Linked DNA regions of Danio rerio: region 1 is linked to region 2. The links are chromatin contacts, called in public Micro-C maps. All regions are on one chromosome and are shown on one strand. The core of a region is the stretch at or near the end of the contact, and the rest is flanking DNA. Distances in the headings are between cores, read along the strand shown.

Region 1 (5,895 bases), core at 3,226-5,725, 72 kb before region 2:
CTTGCTGTAAGGCGACAGTGCTAACCACTGAGTCACCATTTCGCTCCATATAATAGTCAGTTTTATACTAAAATAAATACACATTATTTTGAAAGCCCCCTGTCACCACTGTTCTTTGTTCTTTAGCCTTTAAATGAACACTATATATGCAATTCTATTGTTATTATTACAGGCAGACTCTAAATAACACACTCATACACAGAATTGGATTAAATCTCAAAATAACTTTATTTCTCATACTATGTTTTAAAAAAAATATAAGGGAGTATATAGTGTAGTATACTGCGCAGTAAGCTAGTATTATTTTCCAAATATAGCCGAGGATGGGTGATAGTGTATCTTGACCACCCAGTGCCTCCTGCTGGCTGGCTTTAGGCAGTACAGATACATATAAATATATAAATCTAAGATAATTTGTTTTAAGCCCATCTACAAGAGTAACAAAGAGTCTAAAAATGATAACGGTTATAAAAATATCAATCATATCAGATCACAAAAAGGATACAAAAGTACAAGATAAACATGGTAGAACATTATAAAGTGATACAAACTGCTGAGCAAAGATGGGAATAGTCAGGCTAAATATCCGTTAGCTTGAGATATAAAAAAACAATTGGAAAAAGTAAGAGACTGTTTGCACATGCTGTATGTTTAATATAGTTCAGTGTATCAACTAGATGATGGTGATGGATACAGTTTTCAGATATAAAATGATGTGCACAATTGCATTGTTTAATCATTTCTGAACATTTCTAAGGCTTCGTTCATTAATATTATACAATTCTAAACGATTTCTTTACATTTTAAATTATTTTAAAATGTAATTTGTGATTGTCGACAACAAAACCAATAGTCAAAAATACATTGTAATGGTCAAAATTATCAAATTTTCTTTTATTCCAAAAATCTACAATATTAAGTAAATATCATGTTACATGAAGATATTATGTCCTACTGTAAATATATCAAAACCCATTTTTTGATTAGTGAGTGATTTTAATTAATTTTGATTTTCTTAGTATTTAGAACCCTCAGATTCCAGATTTTTAAATAGATGTTATCTCAGCTAAATATCAACATATCATAACAATGCATCTACCCTGTAAACAATTATATGAAGCTAATATGTTAATGTCATGTTCTAACTTAATTTCACAAGTTAGTTTTAAGTCAGTTTAACATAATACTGTATAAGTTCAATGAACTGTAATTTGATTCATTTAAAAAATTTAAGACAACCAGGATTTTTTTTTACAGTGTATCACTACAGTGTATCAATGGATGGCGTAACGATAAGAAATCAATAGAGAAAATGAATACATCTCATTTTCCAAAACCTGGCACTTTTGATTGGTTTTGTGGTCCTGGGACACATTTATTACTATCATCAAAGCTGAATTTTCAGCATCATTTCTCATATATACACACACACACACACACACACACACACACACACACACACACACACACACACACACACACACACACATATATATATATATATATAGATATATATATATATATATATATATATATATACACACACACACACACACACACACACACACACACACACACACACACACACACACACACACACACACACACACAGTTGAAGTCTAAATTATTAGCCCCCCTATGATTTTTTTTTTCTTCTTTAAATATTTCCCAAATGATGTTTAACAGAGCAAGGAAATTTTCACAGTATGTCTGATAATATTTTTTATTCTGAAGAAAGTCTTTTTTTTTTCTTTTGGCCAGAATAAAAGCAGTTTCAATTTTTTTTAAAAGCATTTTAGGGACAAAATGATTAGCCCCTTTAAGCTATATTTTTTCCCAACAAACCATGATTATACAATAACTTGCCTAATAACCCTAACCTGCCTAGTTAAATTAATTAACCTAGTTAAGCCTTTAAATGTCACTTTAAGCTGTATAGAAGTGTCTTGAAAAATATCTAGTCAAATATTATGTACTGTCTTCATGGCAAAGATAAAATAAATCAGTTATTAGAAATTAATTATTAAAACTATTATGTTTAGAAATGTGTTAAAAAAATCTCTCCGCTAAACAGAAATCGGGAAAAAATTAATAAATGGGGCTAATAATTCTGACTTCAACTGTGCATGTATAAATATAAATATAATATATATATTCAGTTCAGTTTTATATATATATATATTCAGTGAAAAATAATCCCTCAGATATCATTATAATATGCCAACTAGGTGCTCAAAAGTTATTTGATTATATTATTATTTATGTTGAAAACGGGTGCGCTGCTTGGAAACTGTAACACTTTTCAGAATTATTTACTTTTAATTGAAATAGAAATCAATTTTGCAGCATTATAAAGGATTTTCTTAAAAACTAAACTTAGTGAACCCAAATGTTTTATTTGTAGTGTAAAGATGTATAAATATCTAGCAGAAAAACAATATATAAAACTATCTACAGGAGCTGGTGATTGTCAGAGATAAAATGCTGATTATTCTCATAATAATTGACTGAACACATAATGTAATTATGCATATAATCAACATGCCTTAATCGAAATATAATAAAAGTACAGAGTTACTTAAACGTATGGTTCTAAAATATTTGGTAGCATTTTAGTTTAGGTCATAATACATGCTATTAACTACTGGCTTATCACCTGCCTATTGTTAAGATATGAACTGTCATTAGCAGTTATAAAGTATGATTGTATTCTACATCCTCAATCCTACCCAAAACCCATTCCCAACTTCTACCCTACTAACTATTAATAAACAGCTAACTAGTAGTTAATTAGGATAGTAAAGTGTTACCAAATATTTGTTCAAAACCTGGAAAAGTCCCTTAAAAAATCAGCAGTGTTTGACAGGATCGAGTTGTTGATTTGCGCTTGCTAGCTGCTAGATGACAGCATCAGATCTGGTTCTTTGCTGTTCTCCGAGCTGCTGTTGCGTCCGCAACCGACAGTCATATGAGCAAAGTGAGCAGCTCGCAGGGTGGCAGGAGAAGGCGGCGTTTCGGCCAGGCCTGGTTTTTTGGGTGGGATTGGAGGCGGGATCCCTCTGTCCGCTCTGGGTATAGTCGGAGACCTGATAGTTGGAGACAACATCCCAGACTGGACCACAGCACGATAATCAGTGCCGAAAGGAGAACTGTTTGAAGATGTTGATTTGCTGGGACTTTGAGGAGTGCTAAAGCGACTGAGCATGGTGCCACGGGGGGCTTGTTTTGAAGAAATGATATCTGGTGAAGTTGGACAAGGCGAAATGTCATGTGGACAGTTTATAGTAGAAGAAACAGGGTTTGGATCTTGATCACTGGTGCCTTGAAACTTGTGACGGGCTGCATGGAAGCGCTGGTGGATGCCGGCCTGATAGGCAGCTTGTATGTCTGGGGATTGAGAGGCTTGTGAAGTGGTCCCATTGCTTAACAAACTCGGCTTCTCAGCATCTTCCACCATAGAAATGTGGTGGCCATTGACTGAATCTGTTGTCTCTTTCCCTAACGTCTCTAATTCTTCTTGTAGTGCGTTACAGCGTGCTTCCTCTTTTCGTAATCTCAGCCCGAGCTGTTCTCTTTCAGTGTCGAACTCTGCCAGCAGCTCTTCTCGTCTCGCCTCCATCTGCATAGCCCTCTTCTTTTCCTCTTCAAGCTCCGCCCTCAGAGTCTGATTGGCAGCTCGCTCGCGCTCGAGTCGCTGGCTGAGTTCGGCAGCACGCTGGGACTCCTCGTAAGCACGGGTGCCGGAGCGTTTGCACTCCCGACTCAGTGCCGTCATGAGCTGTTTTTGCTGGACTTGCTGCTCATTCAGCTGATCGTGCAGCCGCTTGTTCTCACGCTCCATTCGGGACGTCTTCGACTTTTCAAACTCTAACTAAACAAGTGTATATAAAGATAAAAAATACACAAATTAGTTGGAAATACATTGACAGATTTATACATTTACAAGAAAACAGAAACACTCAAGTCAAAAGTTTGGGGTCGGTTTATAATGATTTCGAAAAGTCTCTCTGCTCAACAAGGCTATATTTGTTAGAAAAAATGGAGTAAAAATTGTCAACTTATAGGTTGTTTTGAATCATGTGGTTGTGGTAATGCGCGAAATTCAGATGGAGGGCAGGAAGTACTAAACTGAATGGGAGTCATAGAGGAAAGTCCATATTTTTGTGATACCATATTTCAAAGGAGATATAAATAGAAAATAGCTACATATGTTGGGCATGATCCTTATATCATGAGTTTTCAACTAAACTAAACTATTTGCCTGTCATCAAGGCGGTAGATACTGTATAAGCGACAACCCTTATAAGTACTAATAATATATGTATATTTTAACAAAACAAAAACACTCGGCTAGATTAGGATTAAAGCCTGCACCCTAGCAGTAACTCAAATCAAGATGACAGTAATCCTGTGCACCTGCTGCAGGAGGCGCTCTCGCTCCTTCTCCAGAATGTAAGTGACGTCATCTCCTTCTGCTGTATCTTCAGCGTGCTTCCTCTTCTCCTCCTCCAGATCAGCGATGACCTGAAAGCACCACACAGGGGCGACAGAATGACAGAGAGATGAGCTGATGATAAACCAATCCAATCTCTTCTTAACCTGATACACACTCCGCTAAATCCAATTGAAATGAGCATTATGAGTATTGAAGACAGTGGCTTTTATACAGTGTAAACCAGGCTTCTGCTGATATCAAATGTTCTTATGATTATTCACTGAAGCTTTTATCACTATATATGGTATTAGCACAATGTTGACTAAAAAGATTACTTTAACAGGTATAATCACAATAAAGCTTAGTGTGTTGCTTTATTACATATACATGTTTCAAAGTTTAAATTTAAACTGCAAAGGGATTATAAAATAAAACAGGTCACACTACAGTATAGTCTTACTAGTCATTGGATTAAAATCAACAGAGTGAAATAGCAATATCGTAGATGTGCTAAAAAACTGAACTGAATTGGTTATTAACATTTAATAAAGCGATTACGATTTTAGATTTTAATGTGTCATCATGCATTAACTAAGAAATTAATTCAACATCATGCTTTCATCAGGTGCAAACTTTTATTATGAAGGGCCAAACTTTATTAAGTGTGGTGGGCTGAAGGTAAATAAACCTAACTATTAGATTAAAGCTCCCATGGTAGTTTCCTTATTTATTTATATAAAAAAACAATTTAATTGTATTAATAATCATATATATTGTTTTACATTTTAAAATGAACTTCTTACATTAAAAACATAAACAATCCCATTTATAACACAACAGTGTTCATAATGATTTGCTCGTCGATGATTCTTCGAGTGAAAGTATTTACATTTTTTAAAATCTTATTCATGCAAAACATTATATATCCATAATGTTATTCATGATTTATTGTTAACTTATTATCTAAAATATTTGAATGAACCTTTATTTATCGATGATGACCATGTTTATTATTTATACTAATATAATAACAATAACTATTATTATTATTTATACGATGATGACCATGTTTATTATTTATACTAATATAATAACAATAACTATTATTATTATTTATACGATGATGACCATGTTTATTATTAATACTAATATAATAACAATAACTATTATTATTATTTATACGATGATGACCATGTTTATTATTTATACTAATATAATAACAATAACTATTATTATTATTTATGCGATGATGACCATGTTTATTATTTATACTAATATAATAACAATAACTATTATTATTATTTATGCGATGATGACCATGTTTATTATTAATACTAATATAATAATAATTATTATTATTTATACAATGATGACCATGTTTATTATTTATACTAATAAAATTATTATTATTATTTATACGATGATGACCATGTTTATTACTTATACTAATATAATAATAA
Region 2 (5,719 bases), core at 3,078-5,577:
GTTACAAATAAAGAAATGATACTATTTTGCAGTTATATATTATGATCATTTGTGGCCTATTGCAGTGACATTCAGACCTTTTCAAATGTGACTTAAGTGAAATGAGCTTACCTGGTGCTATTAAGGGATGTGAAGAGGACACATTACGACTCATGTTCACTGCTTTCATCTCGGTTTGTCCCTCCTCTGCCTTCTTCACTCCATCCGAGGAAGCAGCGTTCAGGTTGTTTTTCCCGGCACCAGTGCTCTGGCTGGGTGTCTTGATAAGTGGGGTGGGCTGAATGGAGACAGGGGTCTGCTTTAGACTCAGTGCCTGGAGTCCTGTGGCCTGAGGGGTGGAAGACACCCCCTGGTGGTTGCGCAGGGCAAGGTTCTGCACCTGTAAAAGTCATAATGTGTCAATAAACCATTGAGTTTAAATATAATGAATTATCAGTTAAATAATAATTTTTATTTGAGTAAACTAGGGTCAAGTATAATTCAAATCCAACCATATGATCCTTATTCTAATGTGCTCAAATTAGAATCTTCAAAGAAAGATTGTAGTATTTTTTAAACATTAAAAATGATTGGAAATAACATATTTTCAACCCAGGCTCATTCTGATTACGCATGGTTATATACATTTTTGGAGAAAGCAAAATACATCCCAGGAGGTACGTTTTTTTTTTTGCAGTTTTTACTTTCACGAATCCGCCAGAGGCTGCTGTGTACGCTTTTTCAGATCTGCTCTTCTCACCTAAATCCACCAGAGGCCGCTGTTGACTAACTTTTACTGACTGACTGACCAACCAATCATCCCCCTACCCTTCCCCTTCCCTAAACCCAACCAAAAGTATTTTGAAAAGCGCATATTGACCCACTGACATACGTGTCGAGCTAACTGGAAAAACTGGTAACAGTGGGAAAGCCGTCCACATGCAGGTAAGCGGCCAGCTGGTAAGCGCGAAAAGAAACAGTGTCATACCGCCTCGTAGCATTCGTTTTAAAGAATAAATGTAGCCATACGTAGCTCTGACTACATAATTCGCATTCTCTAGAAACGTACAGTATTGATCATTGAGTAAATTGGACCAAAGTGGACATAATTTGTTCATTTTATGGTTAGTTTTTTTCACTGTAAACCAAAACTTACCAAATTATGGCTTCAAATCCAAATATTGAAATGAAAATGTAATGACAGTATGTGACTGCAACGTCAAGCTTATATAGGGCTACGTTTTCAGAATGAACCTATTTTGCATATTTTGGAAAACTATATTCTATTAAGAGTAATTTATGTGTTTCTTTAAAATCAGTTTTGTACACAAATTAATAGATGTTTAATAAATGCACCAGTTCCGAATTATATCTGAAATGCCCAGTAATCCTTTAGCATATTTATCAAGACATTCATAATTGAATACTTTAAGATCATTGTTTTGAGTAAAGCAAATTAATAAATGCAAATAGGACATGTTTTAGTACTTTTGGTTGTGCAAATATTATGGTAGTTTGCTTGTGTACCTGTGCAGAGGCAGACTGTGTGTTATTGGTTGTGTTAGTGTCAGACTGTAGAGCAGTTACTGTAGCAGTCGGGGCCAGGATCAGCTGAGAAGACAGAGGGACGGCTCGACCCAGACTTCTGGCTACATGCACAAGATTACTTTGCTGAGCCTGAAATAATCACACATAAGAATGCTCATTAACACAATGTCCTTAGGAATCTATAATATTCACTTACCAGCCACTTTATTAGCTTCACCTTGATAGTACTTGCTCTTGATTCTTTATGGATTTGATTTCATCAATTGTTGGAAACAGTTCGTCACCTTGGAATTATAAGGTTCTATCTGCGTTCTGAATGATTTTGAGATAATGAGCTTTAAAGTTTTTGCATTCCATAGCAAACAGTGTGTGTGTAACATTTGTTTTTTAAATAAAAAGTCTTAAAATGTGAACAACTTAAAAAAAACATCCCATAATGTAAATAATTTGTCATTTAATAAAAATATGTCAATATCTCAATTTTGACAAAAATGTCGGATAGAACCTTAGAATTCTAAGGTGACGAATTTCCAAAATGTTTATGCCACATTGACATGAGAGCATAATGTAACTGGTAAAGATTTAATACCGAGAAAAGTGCAGATCTCCATGTACATCACTATTGGATTGAGGTCTGCTGAATGTGGATGCCTTTTGAGAACAGCGAACTCATTGTCATGTTCAAGAACCCAGTTTAGGATGATTTAAGCTGTTACTTGACTGTTTACTAGTATCCTGCTGGAAGTAGCCATCGTAATATTAGTACACTGTGGTCATAAAGGGATGGATAGCAACAATACTCAGGTAGGCTGTGGAGTTTAAACAATGGCTTAAATTGTTGCTTCTGATGGGTCCAAAGTGTATAAAGAAAAACTAACCTATTTTTGCACCAGCTTGAACCTTTTAAATAAGGGCAGATGGATCTGTTTTCAGGCTAAATGTTGACCCTAGCATCCAAAAATAAAGACTAAGGGCCCTATCATACACCCGGCGCAGTGTGGCGCAAGGCGTGACGCAGTAGTCTTTTGGTAGTTTAAGCTTGGCGCAAGAGTCGTTTTGAGGCGTTGCGCTACACTGTTTAAATAGCAAATGCATTAGCGCTCATTTGTGCCCCCATAGGCGTTCTGAGGCAGACTGCTGGCGTGTTGCTATTTTAAGAAACTATAATAGATTTTTCATTAGACCAAAACTAACCTGGTCTAAACTCCGGCACAGAGTTGCGCCTCGCTTACCCACTGCTTAATACGCACAAGAGAGCAATAGGCAAATATCTTTACATATAAAAAATGTAAATATTAAGGATATATATATATATATATATATATATATATATATATATATATATATATATATAGGATATAATAAGAATAGATATAGAATATAAATATAAAGGATTAAAATATTACAAAACATATTATTTTCTAGCCTACATAAATATGAAAAATCACTGCTTTTATGTCTTCCTCATCTCAGGAGGCTTTTTAGTTCATTCACAATAATTTGCTTTTGTATAATGTTATTATTATTAGCAGTATTATTTATTATATCCATATGTATATTTGTTTTATTAAAAGCAAGCTTAGATTTGCCCACCTGTCAGGTTTTAGACCATATGGGGCACAGCATGTGTTTTAGGATATAACTCAGGTTTTTGAGCACATTTTGCTATTATTATTCATTTATTCGTTTGCTGGAAATAAGAACTGAATTTAGAAATAGTTTTGAAACGAATATTTGCGCTTAATAAACAAAATTATTTATTTATAGACTAATTGATGTCTGTGCGTAAAGGTTTCCCTATCCAAGAGTGAAAGTGAAAGTGATCCATTATCTCTCATTCTCATGCAGTAGATGCTCTGTTTAACAGCTTTCTGTTAAAAAACTGTCAACTGTTAACTGTTTGCTTGTGAAATGCTCATTTTTCCACTTAGACTTACTTTGCATCCTGTAAATAGCGAATGCGCTCTTGGTGCGACGCAGCTGGCTCTTAAAGGGAATGGGAGATGAGACTCTAATTGGTTTATTCTTAAAACACACCTATAACCCATTAAGAAAATAAACTCAACCCTTTTAGACCATGCGCCGAAGCGCAAGGCATGATTTCCCGTCCCTAAATTAGCAAAAACGCGTCCTGACACGCCCTGAAAGCATTTGCGCCCTGCGTTTTGCGCTTTGCGCATGGACCGTCAAAATAGAGCCCTAACAGACAATGCAAGCTTTCTCCAGACTTCTGTTGTTCACTTTTGGTGGTTAGGCCTATGAATGAATTGTTGGCTCAGTTTGTGCTCTACTTCTGCTGCTGTAGCTTGTCTGCTTCAAGGTTTGATGTAAGTGGTTATGCGAGTTACATTTGCATTTTGTCATTTTGAACCTGCCTGGACATTGTCATCCGACAAGTACTACAACTCACCGGACATTATTTTATAAACCCTAGAGATGTTTCTGGGTAAAAATCCCGTCTCTGAAATATTTAGACCAGTCTTTACAGTATGTATGACACGAACAAACCCGATAAATTCAATTCAATCATCTTTCCTCCCCATTTTGTTGATCAGTTTGAATTTTAGCAAATGTTTACGTTCTCAAATTCATTGAGTTGCTATCACGTGATCCACCAATTCGATATTTGCATTAACAAGCAGTTAAACAGGTGTTCCTTATAATCTGGCCGGTGAGTGTACATAAAGCAGCTCCACAAACATTAGAAACTCTTGTGTTTGTAGGTAAGCAGGTGTGCTCACCATCTGTGCCCGCAGGTACATTTGAGCTTGGCTGGCTGTCAGGGTGGAGCTCGAGGCGTTGCCAAGCAACACCGCTTGCTGGGAAATCCCAGATGGGGCGGAGTTTACACTTTGGGCACGACTGATCAGCTGAGCGGCAGCAGGAGATGTGGTTAAATTAATCTGTGGGAGTTAGAGAGCCAGACTTGTGACATGAGAAGCCTATATGTTACGTCACATGCAAAAACAGAATATTGCAACCATTACAACATAAATATATGACAATTTTAGTATAGATGCATCCAAATAAATAAGCTTACTGTCGTCTGTGATGATCCACTCTGAGTAGATGAGGTCCCATTCTGGTTTGAACTCTGTCTACCGGCTGCTAAACTAGCCTGAGTGATAGAAACATGTTAGTCACAAAGAGTAAAGTGTGTTTAGGTGCATTATGTGTATGCGTTGGTATATGTCTACGCATGGTTAAGTCACCTGCTGGACTGCTGCGAGGCTCTGAAGCTGTGCTGTGCTGAGGTGCTGCTGCTGCAGGGCTGCTGTTTGCAACATCAGATGCTGCTGTTGAGCTGCATACATCTGCTGCAGGTACTGCGCTGCGGTGCTGGGCTGCCTATTCAGAGCCTGCTGGATCACCTACCATTTAAGACAGGCAGAGAAATCAGATTAGCATTCATTAATATGCCAAGGGCTTTAAATGCAGAGCAAGAAGGTTCGATTGAGAGCATAAGGAAACTTTAAATTAAGATAAGATTCTCATATATATATATATATATATATATATATATATATATATATATATATATATATATATATATATAATAAGTTTAGATGTATATATATATATATATATATATATATGTGTGTGTGTGTGTGTGTGTGAGTGTGTGTGTGTGTGTATATATATATATATATATATATATATATATACATATATACATTTATATATATATATATATATATATATATATATATATATATATATATATATATATATATATATATATATATATATGTATGTATTAAATGTATAGTCAGATTTTTTTTTCATTCAGTATATTAAAGACCAATTTTTCATCATTATTTTGTCTACATTCATTTACACTAATTTAACAGCTGTGTTTCTCCTTATTGTGTTACGTTATCTCTCATTTTTTTAATCACACAAGGTTCAGAGAAATATCTGAGATTTTGCATTAAACATCAGGTCTGTAAGTGTAAAGTCTGTCAACTGCATTCCTGTTTGTTTAATATTCACTGAGCAGCCTTATTGGTTTGTTCCAGCATGCTCATTCTCAATACTTTGCATATGTCTCCTCCTTTTGATTAGAAAGTGAACTGCAACATGCCTAAAAAGATGCAGATTCTGTTGTTTTTCATTGCTGATTTCGCTTTCTTTGTCAGCCTTAACATTTAATATATTCAATATTGCATTATCCTAATACTAATTTAATTTG

The links. Hi-C and Micro-C count contacts between places; a contact is called where the count stands out from the background.
Region 1: a Micro-C map of caudal fin shows a contact between it and region 2, with 17 times the contacts expected there. The contact joins two enhancer-like sites. A contact is called at or near these places in 3 of 18 Hi-C or Micro-C datasets (caudal fin, hematopoietic stem cells and an unstated tissue).

Annotation. Positions count from the first base shown.
Region 1 is chr6:50,770,296-50,776,190 of GRCz12tu, reverse strand. cttnbp2nla (CTTNBP2 N-terminal like a) reads right to left here. Exons shown (of 5, transcript XM_003198835.6): 4 at 4,417-4,524; 5 at 1,991-3,871. The coding sequence ends at 2,891. The region is part of intron 2 of LOC141386357 (a long non-coding RNA gene); the gene reads left to right. Among named protein-coding and RNA genes, the nearest start is that of wnt2ba, 12 kb to the left of the region's middle. Within about 2 kb of position 4,475, at least 28 of the 62 cell types and tissues checked have an H3K27ac peak or open chromatin away from gene starts, as enhancers often do.
Region 2 is chr6:50,698,644-50,704,362 of GRCz12tu, reverse strand. It overlaps phc2b (polyhomeotic homolog 2b (Drosophila)), which reads right to left. Exons shown (of 15, transcript NM_201202.3): 3 at 4,740-4,898; 4 at 4,568-4,645; 5 at 4,269-4,430; 6 at 1,507-1,656; 7 at 112-379. The region is part of intron 2 of LOC141386356 (a long non-coding RNA gene); the gene reads left to right. Among named protein-coding and RNA genes, the nearest start is that of phc2b, 16 kb to the right of the region's middle. Within about 2 kb of position 4,327, at least 3 of the 62 cell types and tissues checked have an H3K27ac peak or open chromatin away from gene starts, as enhancers often do.